Regions from separate parts of the Mus musculus genome. Here regions 1 and 3 are each linked to region 2. A link is a contact called in public promoter capture Hi-C data. All regions are on one chromosome and are shown on one strand. The core of a region is the stretch at or near the end of the contact, and the rest is flanking DNA. Distances in the headings are between cores, read along the strand shown.

The links. Promoter capture Hi-C pulls out the DNA fragments that hold promoters and counts their contacts.
Region 1: a contact with region 2 is called in a promoter capture Hi-C map of cranial neural crest. The contact joins the promoter of Tecr here to the promoter of Otud4 in region 2.
Region 3: a contact with region 2 is called in a promoter capture Hi-C map of pre-B cells. The contact joins the promoter of Zfp330 here to the promoter of Otud4 in region 2. A contact is called at or near these places in 1 of 39 promoter capture datasets (pre-B cells) and 1 of 484 Hi-C or Micro-C datasets (CD4 T cells).

What each region holds. Positions count from the first base shown.
Region 1 is chr8:83,592,824-83,596,721 of GRCm38.p6, reverse strand. Tecr (trans-2,3-enoyl-CoA reductase) reads left to right here and starts at 2,231. Exons shown (of 13, transcript NM_134118.5): 1 at 2,231-2,382. The coding sequence starts at 2,368. The region is part of intron 2 of D830024N08Rik (a long non-coding RNA gene); the gene reads right to left.
Region 2 is chr8:79,638,187-79,641,606 of GRCm38.p6, reverse strand. Otud4 (OTU domain containing 4) reads right to left here and starts at 1,931. Exons shown (of 21, transcript NM_001256033.1): 1 at 1,543-1,931. The coding sequence starts at 1,701. Gm51579 reads left to right here and starts at 1,702. Exons shown (of 1, transcript XM_030243905.1): 1 at 1,702-3,420. The coding sequence starts at 1,745. The coding sequence ends at 2,254.
Region 3 is chr8:82,771,784-82,775,621 of GRCm38.p6, reverse strand. Zfp330 (zinc finger protein 330) reads left to right here and starts at 1,477. Exons shown (of 10, transcript NM_145600.2): 1 at 1,477-1,565; 2 at 2,611-2,742. The coding sequence starts at 2,623.

The sequences.
Region 1 (3,898 bases), core at 982-3,481, 4.0 Mb before region 2:
AGCTATAAAAAGGCTGGGAGAAAAATAAATGTGTAGATGTCAGGCTGACTTCCTTTTTTATGTTTTTTCTTTCTCTGTGGAGCCAGTTATTTATTTCGTAGTGTTCTGCCTGCATATATACTGCAGGCCAGAAGAGGGCACCCGATCTCATTATAGATAGTAATGAGCCACTTTGTAGTTGCTGGGAACTGAACTCTGGACCTTTGGGAGAGCAGCCAATGCTCTTAAACTCTGAGCCATCTTGCCAGCCCTCACAAAGAGTTAATGAGCTTCTCGACAGGCCAGTGAGAGGCCCCTGAGTTAAAGAATAAAGAGTCCAAGTAATTCCATTTCTTTTCCTAATCTCCTACTGCTATCAGCAGGAGTCACTTGCCAGAAGCCACCAGTCCTGGTCCCCAGAACAGTAAAAGAGGGTTAGTGACCAGAGGGCATTCTCCTCTGCTCTGCGCCCCACATCGGTACCTGAGTGTCAGGGTGGAACCCTGACAGTTCACAATTTCAGTTTTCTTTACAGCAAAATAGTATTGCACAGAGTATATGTACCACACTGCCATTAGCCAGCCGTCGATCAGAGAATGTTTACGTACGTTGTATTTCCTAGCTACTGTGTATGGCAGCCAACATGGCTGAGCAAGTATCTGTGGAGTGAGAAGTCCTTTGGTCATATGCCAAGGAGCAGTATAGCTGGATTATATGGTTTATTTTTTTGGCTTTTTGAGAATTCTCAAACTTATTTCCATAGTGGCTACACCAGTTTGCAATCCTCCCAGCAGTGAACAAGGGGTTACCTTTCCCTACACGCCCTCTAGAATTTGTTAATGGTTGTTTTATTGGTTTTATCCATTCTGACAGAGATGAGATGAAGCCTCAAAGTTTAATTTCTGTTTCTCTAACTCTAAAGAATGATGAATACTTTGAGATATATGTTAGCCATTTGTATTTCTTCTACTGAAAACGTCTGTTCTGATCCACAGCCCCTCCCCCCTTTTTCTGGCAAGAAAGTCTACAATTTTATTGGGCCTGTTATATAATATTATTAAACTAACCCTAAATGCCATGTCTGAACATTTATTCCTGCAGTATATACATATATATATTCAGGCTGCAGACTACAGCAAGCAGAATCTGGCTGCACTAGGCTTTTAACATTTTATATTTACTTATGAGAGTGTGTGTATATGTGTGCTTGCACATGTGCCATGGTGTCTCTGTTCCGGCCTTACATTATGTGGGTCCCTGGGATTGAATTGAGCCCATTAGGTAGGATACCAAATGCCTTCATTTGTAATGTCTTTTTTTTTTTAAGATTTATTTATTCTATATATATGAGTACACACTGTAGTTGTACAGATGGTTGTGAACCTTAATGTGATTGTTGGGAATTGAATTTAGGACCTCTACACCTCTGCTTGCTCTGGCCAACCCCACTTGCTCCGGTCCAAAGATTTATTTATTAAAATAAGTTCACTGTAGCTGTCTTCAAACGCACCAGAAGAGGGCATCAGATCTCATTATGGGTGGTTGTGAGCCACCATGTGGTTGTTGGGATTTGAACTCAGTACCTTTGGAAGAGTAGTTGGTGCTCTTACCCACTGAGCCATCTCACCAGCCCCTGTAATGTCGTCTTTCTCTGCACTGTTCTCTGATGTCCTGTATTTTTAGACTGGCAGCACCTGTCATTTTTTTCCTGTATATTTCAAGGGCTCAGTAGCTACATGTGGCCAGTAGTAACCAAACTGTACACGATAACGCAGGCAGAGACAAAGGTGGTTTTGCTTCTAGGGCCAGCTCAACTGACAGGAGCTGTTTTAGGAGGGGCACCTGTAGAATGCGGTGCAGGTTTTCTTTTCCTTTCTCCATTCGTGATATCTGGAGTCCTTTCAAGGGTCCTGGTGATGGATGATAATCTGAGGTCTCATCTCTTAGATGAGCTTCTCTACATCTACGAATTCACCCCAAGCCTGGCTCTCCGGGCCACGCAGCTCTTTGTTCTCGTTTTGCCGCATTGACCCCTCAGCCTGACGTCGCTGGATTTCCACCGCAACACTGCAATGGGCGGAGCCAGAGGGCGCGCGGCGCCCAGGCTTCCTTTTGATTGGTGGGTGGCCGGGTTTTAATCTTGCTTGCCAAAGTGGGGGGGAGGGGGTCCGCTGCGCTCCTTGGATCGAGAAATCTGATTGGTCAGTTGTGTGGCGCGAGCAGTGGGTGCACCCCACGCTGATTGGCAGGAGGGACGCACGCATAGAGGGGGGCGGAGCCGGAGTCCGGGAGTGCTGCTCCCCGAGTGTGTGTGGAGCTGGGTGGTGTTTGGTGCGGTACGGCGGCCACTCAGTTGCAGCAGAGCAGGTGCCATCCTGTGGAAGAACCATGAAGCACTACGAGGTAAGCAGCGCGGGGCCCTGGGCCATGATTACCGCAGACCGCAAGTGTCCTGCAGGGCCTCGGAACCTTTTTTTATGGTCTGACTCTCCGCCATGGCGCAGGCGCAGTGTAGTCTCATTGCGCATGTGCAGGGGGGTATTTATAAACCTGCCACCCAGGTTGTTTGGGGATGCCTTTTCTTAGGGTCTTGCAGGGCCTAGGAGAAGCTTGCAGCTTCCTTGCAGCATCCTTGATGGCCTGAGTGGCAGGTGTTCAGGAGGAGTGCGGTGCGGAGCACTTGGTTTTGGTACGAACGATTCTCTTGCACAATCCTTGCACGTTGTCAGCGCCTCGGGCTCAGGAGGGGCTCTGCAGCCAGCCTGCCTCTTCCGACCTTCGCACCCACCTCGCCAAGATGCCTGGGCGGCGAGGGAGTTGGTTCCAGGGTCACGCCAGCCCGTGACCGCCAGGGAAGAAATCTGAATGCGCAAGACCATTCTGGAAGCTCATGTCTTCTGACTGTATCTTGGGTCACCTTTCCTCTTAAAACCAAATCTTCTAATGCTCTTCTCGACCTGATGATACTAATTTCGTTGTTGCTGACTTTTAAGTAATCATCATAAAACAGTAACTCACTGCTCACATTCATAGTAAGAATACATTAGTCAGGGCTAACTACCGTATTACTGAGGTTTTGTTATGTCCTCAGACTCATAGTCCTCTGCGGAGGGATTTGTAGTTTGTTACTATGTAGGTGAAAGTCAGAGATGTCCAGTGAGTTGTTGGAAGGTCCCTGCTAGTAATTGCAGAACAGAAAGGAAATGCAGATTTCTTTTCAAAGGCATAGTTTCTAACCACTAGCAGTGCGGTTCCGGGTAAATGAAAGCTGCCAAGCTGAGAGTTGTGTGTATTTCTCCCCTCAGATCTTAAATTTGTGATGAATTTAGTCAACCTCAGCCTAGCCTTAGGTTAGGGTTTTTTTTGTTTTTTTTTTTTTTCCCCTTCCCTGCCTGCTCCCTCAGTTTGTAGTGCTAGGCTTAGAACTCAGGGCTTTTCTCCTGCTAGGCAAGTACTCTAAACTCTCTTTGATCTTGTAAAACTGAAGCTGTACAGCAGTGTACAGTATCTCCCCATTCCCTCCTCCCCCAGCCCCTGGCAACCACCACTTGTCTCTGGAAATTGGCATACTTCAGGAACCTCCAATACATAGGAAATAATCCTATTTTTTTTTATCACAAGTTGAATACTAATATTGCTATTCATCTTCTGTATCATGATTATTGTTGGTAGTTTTCCCAGGGCCTGTGAAATGAATCTTGAAATCCCCAGTCTTTTTTCTTTTTTTTTTTTTAACATGATGCCAGAGGACCAGAGATGGGAGTCTGCAATCCTTACGCCCCATCAACTCTGTGCTTTCAAAAGGAGGTTTGTTCCCTGGGGTGTTTTTCCTTTCCCACCCCCTCTCTTGCTCTGGGGGAAAAGCCATGTTCAGTTTGAGAAGTACAGGCGGATGATGGAGTTTGCAGCCAATCATTTT
Region 2 (3,420 bases), core at 682-3,181:
ATAAAGCGTCCCCAAATTTGTAAAGGTTAGGTCCTTTAAGACTAACCCAGATCCCAAGGCTGAAACGGAGTTTACCCCCATCAATGAGTTTAGTGCAACTAGCTCTTGCCCACTGTGCAGACACTGAGTCCCCCAAGCTGCTCTTCTATCCCCAAGGATCTGTGGCATGTCTCATGGGCAGAAACACACCTTTCTGTCTCACTTTAAATAGGCCTGGATAACTCAACTCCAAACACTAACCTCTACCTCCATCCTCCACAAACTTGCTAATGCACTATAATATAAACCGACACCATGGGATGACTTCACTTCCCCTCTTCAGCTTCTAGAGGTGCTAGAGGCCAAGAAGGCTGAGACAAGGAGACAATCTTCTTCATCTGGAAAACTCACAAATGGAGCAGACTGTTTACCTATGTAACAGTAAAGACTGGGCTGGAAACAGCACCCACACTGGAGCTTCCTACATTTCTGAAAATAAGAGATATCAAATGGTAGGATGGTTTGGGAAGCATCAAAGAATGTTTCAATGGACATACCTGTCATAAGTGCAAAGTGTTCCATATTTACATACTCTGAAAAATACATAGCCTGGTGATTCTAAAACAGAAATCTTAAAAGCTAGTTAGCTCACAAAAGGGGGCGGGCGGGAGGGGACAAAACCATAAAAACTCCAGATTAAGCCAAAGGAAAGCAAACTGTAAATGGTATGAAATACAAACTGGAGCAGTAATGTGAAACTTTTTTAATCCAACTACTTTAGCAGCTAGTCTTCAAATATAGGATGGGTTTTGGTGACCCCACACCTACATCTGATTACATAACATGGGGAAAAGGGCTCGCTCTCAAAAAAGAAAAGCCTTGAGTATTCTTCCCTGGAACTCGTCCCACTCCTGAGTTCTAACTCACTTCTCTTTGGTAAAATGTTCGATCTGTACTGGGAATAATTTTTGACCAATAAGGAAAACAAAACAAAAAACGGAAACAAAAAAAAAAACCCGACATGTGCCTATACTGAAAATCCATCCTATTACTTAAAGGCCTTTAGAAGAGTAAATTCTTGCCTGATTCCAACATAGTATAGTATGGGACCTACTCAAGATTAAGTCACTGGGAAGACCCTATACAGGAAGACTGCTTTCCTTAAACAGCAAAGTTGGCCGCCTGTTTCGAGTGACACCGGTGAGACCGACTACCCCGCATTCCAAAGTCCAGCAACAGGAAAAAAAAAATGTGAAGCAGTCACACTGAGTGCCGCACCTCCTCCAGTAAACATGAGGTTAACTAGTGGGAACACTCGGCTGCTAAAAACTGAGCGCAGGTGAACGCGGAACACAACTCAAAAACAGCATGTCGCTGGGTCCCTGGCGGTCAGGCTGCGAGCAGGCCGCCCGAGATGTCCTCACTCGGTCCCGTGCCGGCGTTACAATGGGCCGCTGTGACGACAGCGAGCCACGCGCAGCCCCGCCGTGGGCGGCCAGGCAGCTGCGGGCGGCATGTCGCACCCAGCCCCGCGCCCGCCCGGCTCCGGCCCGGGTCCTTTACCTGCTCGGCCACAGCCCGGAACAAGCACGACCCGTCCTTGGCGACCAATTTCCGATACAAGCCCAGTTTGCGCAGATAGGCGTCCATGGGCGTCTCATCCTCCAGCGGCCCCACGCCGCCCTGGTCCACGCCGTCGGGCGCGCCGACGGCTGCCTCCATGTTGCCGGTCCGCTGCAGCGTGCGCGGGGCGAACTAGCCCCACATGGCCGCGCCGCCGGCTGCTCGACGCCCGGGCCTGGGGCAGGCTGCGGCTCGGGCTCCGGCTCCGACGCGGACACGGCGAGCGGCGGCAGGAAGAGGCGGTGGCGGCAGCGGCCCGAGGCGGTGGCCGGCGCTCTCCCGGAGCATAGGTGAGCCCAGCCTAGTGCATGGCCATCCGCACGCGGCCGCCTCCGCGGAGGGACACGCGCCCGCGGGCAGCCCGGGGGTCGCCGCCCCCACAAGTTTCCGGGTCTCGACCGGTGTGAGGCGAGAAAAGCCCCGGCGGCGCGCCCGGCTGAGATTAAGCGAGGCCTGCGTCTCCCGCACGCACCCCACGCCGAGAACCGAGGAAACGCGGAGAGAAAGCCACGGCCGCTCGTCTCCCCACCTCGCCGGAGGGCGCCTGAGGGGCGGGGAGCGGGAAGGGGCGCCGGGCGGAGGGCAGCAACCTCGCAGCCTAGAATTTGTTTTCGCTTTCAGCCCTCGGCGCAGCGGACGACGGGAGTTGTAGTTTAAGCCGCGGCAGGAAGTCCTCGTGCAGAGGGCGGGGACGCCTGGGTCGGCCTACCCGGAGGGGAGGTGCCCCACGGGCTCGCGGACTACAAATCCCTACAATGCTAGCGGTGCCGAACCTAGAACTGCCTTCGCGCTTCCCAGGCCGCGTCCGCGAGCAGGCCCGAGGGTGTCTGTCGCTTACGCCGCTGACCTGCGCGCGCTGCCCCGCCCTCCCGGCGAGCCTCCCGCCCTGAGCGCCGTGGGGCGGCGGAAAGCGCGCGAGCGCAGCTTGCGTGCAGTTGCTAGGGGCTCAGTGGCGGTGCCGCCGGCCCTTTGTGTAGTTCCAGAGGACGCACCTGTCCGCACCCCACTCAGGGCCTCCCCTCCTAGCGTTTTCTTAGGGGTGGCTAAACGCTTAGAGCAGAAAACCGGGCACCTCACCCGAGGCCCTTGGAGCCGCCAGCCTAAGCCATTTTGACCCTCAATGAAGCGTTGACAGTTGATTGAAATTGGGACAGCTCACACTCTGACAAGATCTGGCTTTGCCAAGGGCATGCCTGCTCATTCTGTCACAGCAGCTGCGCTCTGCCACACAAAGAGCTGTCCCTGTTAGAAGAAATTACTTCTTTTTTTTTTTTTTTTTTTTTTTTTTAATTCGGTGATAACGCTACGGGGAATCCGACCTGAGCAGTCCAATTGGGTTTGCGAATCCGGAACTTAACCTCTTGGGACGTCAGAATTTTATTTTACTAGCATACAATAGCATCTCGTATCATTTAAATTTATTAGAACTTCGGTCTTGACGTTGTGTTGGAAAAAGAAAAGTGGTAAATTACCTTAGGTTTAAAGGTGTAGGCATTCTTGGGAATGGTGCCAAGACATGCCAGGTGGTAGGATTGCAACACGTTACTTAAAATGTAAGCTATTAATATTTAAATATTCCTATAAATGTGCTATTTTTAGAAAATATATCGCAAGCTAAATAATTTTTTTTTTAAAAATCCTTGACCCAAATTTAAAATGTTTACTTGTACAGGGGAAACACTTTGAGAAATCCAGGGTTTTGTTTTTTGTTTGACTTAGTTTAAGAGGCATACTCCATATACCCCAGTCAGGCTTTGAACTTGCCATATAGCCAAAGATGACCTGGAATTCCTGGCCATCTTGCCTCCTGCCACCCTC
Region 3 (3,838 bases), core at 228-2,727, 3.1 Mb before region 2:
TAGGAGGACAGAAGGGGAATCCTGAGAGGCTTGAGTTTAGTGACATAGACTCCTGTTTATGTATCAGCACCCCATCCCCCAAAACCCCACCCAGAAAATCAATAGGAGGGAAAAGGTACATCATTTAATGATCAGTAGTACAAAAACTATGATAAAAACTGTGACTAATGAGATGGGACTGTTTTATTAAGTAGAACTTGCAGAAAAAAAGACTGAAAAGGATGACTAAACAAGAGAATACAGAACAGAGCACAGGGTAGGAGCCTAGTAAGCCAAGACATTCATATTTCATTGACAAAACTGAGCTCTCTTCAGAGAAAGGCTTGAGGTGTGGTTATGAAAGCGAATTCCTGGAGTGCAGCAAAGATGATAACAGAAGGGGTTGGAAAAAAAGAGAGAGACCAAAACGAGTTGTCTTCCATTGGGATGTGAATGTGGTAAAGACAGAAGATGGCCTTGTTGGACATCAGTGGGAGGAGAGGCCCTTGGCCCTGAGGGTGTTTGATGTGTAGGAGAATGCAAGGGCTGGAAGCCAGGAGTGGGTGGGTGGATAGGGGAGCACCCTCAAAGAGGCAGAGGGAGGGGGATGGGATAGGGAGTTTTTGGAGGGGAGACCTGGAAAGGGAAAAACATTTGAAATGTAAATAAAAAAATATAAAAAAAAGTGGGTGGATATAACACAGCTCCACTCAAATATAGAAGGTGATAGGCAGTAAGTGATACTCACATGCAGTACTGGGAGTAATGTCAAGAACTTCCTCCCCAAAGGTAAGGTGGGAGTGAGAGTGGAACATTTACCTTCAGTGTTATTTAAAGCAAACAGTCTTGTAGGGAAGCATAGTTAGATCTCAGCCTCGGAGCAGAAGCAGAGAACGTGGGAGGATTTGCTCACAATGGAACAGAATGCACACAGCAGAGGCCAAGCAAGACACCTCCGAACTCAGTGTTGTGAGACATTAAAAAAAGCGGGGGTGGGTGGGTGGGGGGGAGGAGTGGAGGGCTCTGCAGTTTCCTGTGAGCACGCCTATAATCCTAGTGCTGAGAGACAGAGGTAATGGAGTCGTGGCTTCAAGGCCAGGGTTCCATTCATTATGTCTCAGAAAATAACAACAACAAAAATTAAAAATGTGCCATGTGAGGCTTGTCAGGCTCCCAGAAAGGAAAAGGATTTCAGAAGAGTCAGGCAAAAAATTGCTAGCAAAGTTCTTGTTCTCCTCTCAAAATTTTTTGTGGGCTCGTCTTTCTTTTCCTTTTGGACTTTTTAGCTCTCTGAGTTAAATAATAAAATCAGAATGACATAGCAGAGGCCTTGAGATGCGGCAGCTCTCTGCCCTCTACTTTCTTTGCAACGCTGGAGCCTCTTTCCATTGTAGCAAGTCCACTTCCGGGAAGGCGGGTCCTCCCCGAGGAGGGGGCGGAACATGCGGGATTCTTCCTGTTGACGTGTTCAACCTGGGCGCTCTGACATAGCAGGATATCCGGTCTCGCTCCCACCGTTGGAAACGGGCTGCTTCTGCCGTTCTAGCCCGCGGCTCGCCCTCTCCTCCGCGTCCTCGGCCACTGCGGTGAGTGGCGCGTCCCCGTGAGGCCGCGCGACGTGGGTGGGTCTGGAGAACGTGAGGGGCCCTCGGGCTGCTGGCGGGTCGCGAGCCGCGTGGCTCTTCCCGCGCCCCCGCCTCCTGGCCTCCCAGAGCCTGGAACCCAATGTCGCTCTGCTGTCACCAGGATCTAAGCTTGAACTCAAAGAAATCTCTCCTCGTTGGCACAAACAGATTCGAGGAAAAAAATAGGTCTGAGATGTCTTAGTGGGTACAGAATTCATCCACGGTCACCCGTGGCCACTCAGCCACATGCTCCAGACTTCCCTTTTAAACACTGAAGGAAGGCCCCGTGGCGTGGCCAGCATGATTAACCACTGATTAGCTCTGAAGACTGTCCTGTCCGAAAGGATTGGGGCACCAGAGTGAGAACACAGAAGCCTGGTTGTCTCTGTTGTAGTTTTTCTGTGTGCTGAAAACCAGCACTGTAAGGTTTGATGTCTGTGTGGGAAACAAACTCCAAAGCATCTGACTTGTCGAAACTGTTGCATCTAGGCACGAGGGACAGGCAGCGAAAGCCACTGTAGTACCTTAGTCTCTTAAGAGAAAATGGGTTTGTTTGCGGTCAGGCCTTGGGTTGCTGGTTATTTGTTTAGATACCATGTAGGTGACAGTGTACTGTATAATACTGTATGTCAACAGCATTAGGGCTGAGACTGTATAGCTCAAAATGGTTATTTCAACTTGGCACAAAACAAATATTTTTAGTCATTTCTTACTAATGGTGCATACATAGGTTTTTTTGAGTGAAGAGAATAATTAGGGTGAGAAAACAATTACTCTAGCTGTTTGGTTGAGGTCCTTGATGCTTATGCTGTGTGAGAGTTTGGAAGCCCAGAGGAGGGCCTTAGTTTAGGAGCCTGCAGCTGGAATAATGTGTGTGTAATGTTGCTAAAGGCTTCAGATGGGATGAGGTGCATTTAAAATTGAAAGACTGATTTAATATTTAAGGAAAGTATAGATGCTGTGTGACTGAACGCATCAATTATACCTTTCCTGTTTTCTTGTTTAGAAAGAAGGGAACATGCCGAAGAAAAAGACCGGTGCGAGGAAGAAGGCAGAGAACCGCCGAGAACGCGAGAAACAACTGCGAGCATCAAGAAGTACTGTCGACCTAGCCAAACACCCATGCAATGCTTCAATGGTGAGAGCTTTTTAAAGCAATGGCTGGTGGCTGAATGGAGGACTCTGTAGTACCATATATAGGTACCTAAAAAACATGATCAACTATGGTGTGCCCCTGTGAAGAACCTGTTAAAGGTGTCCTCAGTATTTTACTGAGTAACAATGATATTTTTATTGTTGTTAGAGTATGTATTATCAAGCCTGGCGTATCATGAATTACTGGTGACAATAGATGTTGAAGGCGAATGGGTGACAGGAACTGAGTGGGAGGCTCCAGCTTTTTTTATATATTCTTTAGCTCAGTTTTGATCATTTTCTCCTAGCCAGTCTCCATTCACTGAGTACCCTGATTTTTAGACATTTCCCATGTTCTTAACTAATTTGCTAGTCTTGAAAAAGTCAGATTGTTTTAAAATACTTCATTTTCATGACTTAATTTAGCAAATGTTTATCATTCAGGGGACCGAGTGTTCTGCCTGGGACTCTGGGTGCACCAATAATGGCAGATGATGGCAGATGGCGCACCTCCCTCTTTTGTATGTTTGTAGGATTCCCTAGTGTGTACTACTTTCTAGGACTCATTTGTTTATGAATGACAGAAACAATTTAACCTAGGGAAAAGCACCTCACTACCATAGTCCCTCCAAGTAGTGAGAAGAAGAAAGGAGCTAAGACTTGGGGACAGCTAGGCCTTGGGCCGCCCTCTGCTCTTGTTTCTTTGGCTCCTTCTGCCCCTGAGGATTGCCATGTTTTATTTGTGCAGCTTCTTGGTTTCTGGTCGAGTGCTTATATCGACCATATCTCCTATTGTGGAGGTCACAGACAAAGATTTCTCATAGGTTGGGCTCGTGCCGTTTTTTTGTCCCAGGACTGATTTATGATGTACAGGTCAGATGTCATGGTACAGATGTGACAGAGGGGATTGTGTTGTTGAATGTCAGGTTCTTTTGAGAAAAGAGGCGTGCTGGCAGACAAGACAGTGACTGGCGTGCGTACGTGCATGTCATGGAGTAGATCTTGGTATTTCAGTAAAGGGAAAGGAGCAGAGTTAGTGAGGCCTGCGGAGAAGAGGCCGGGACATGTTGGGGAAAGGCTGAGCAGTGGTGCCTTGGCTC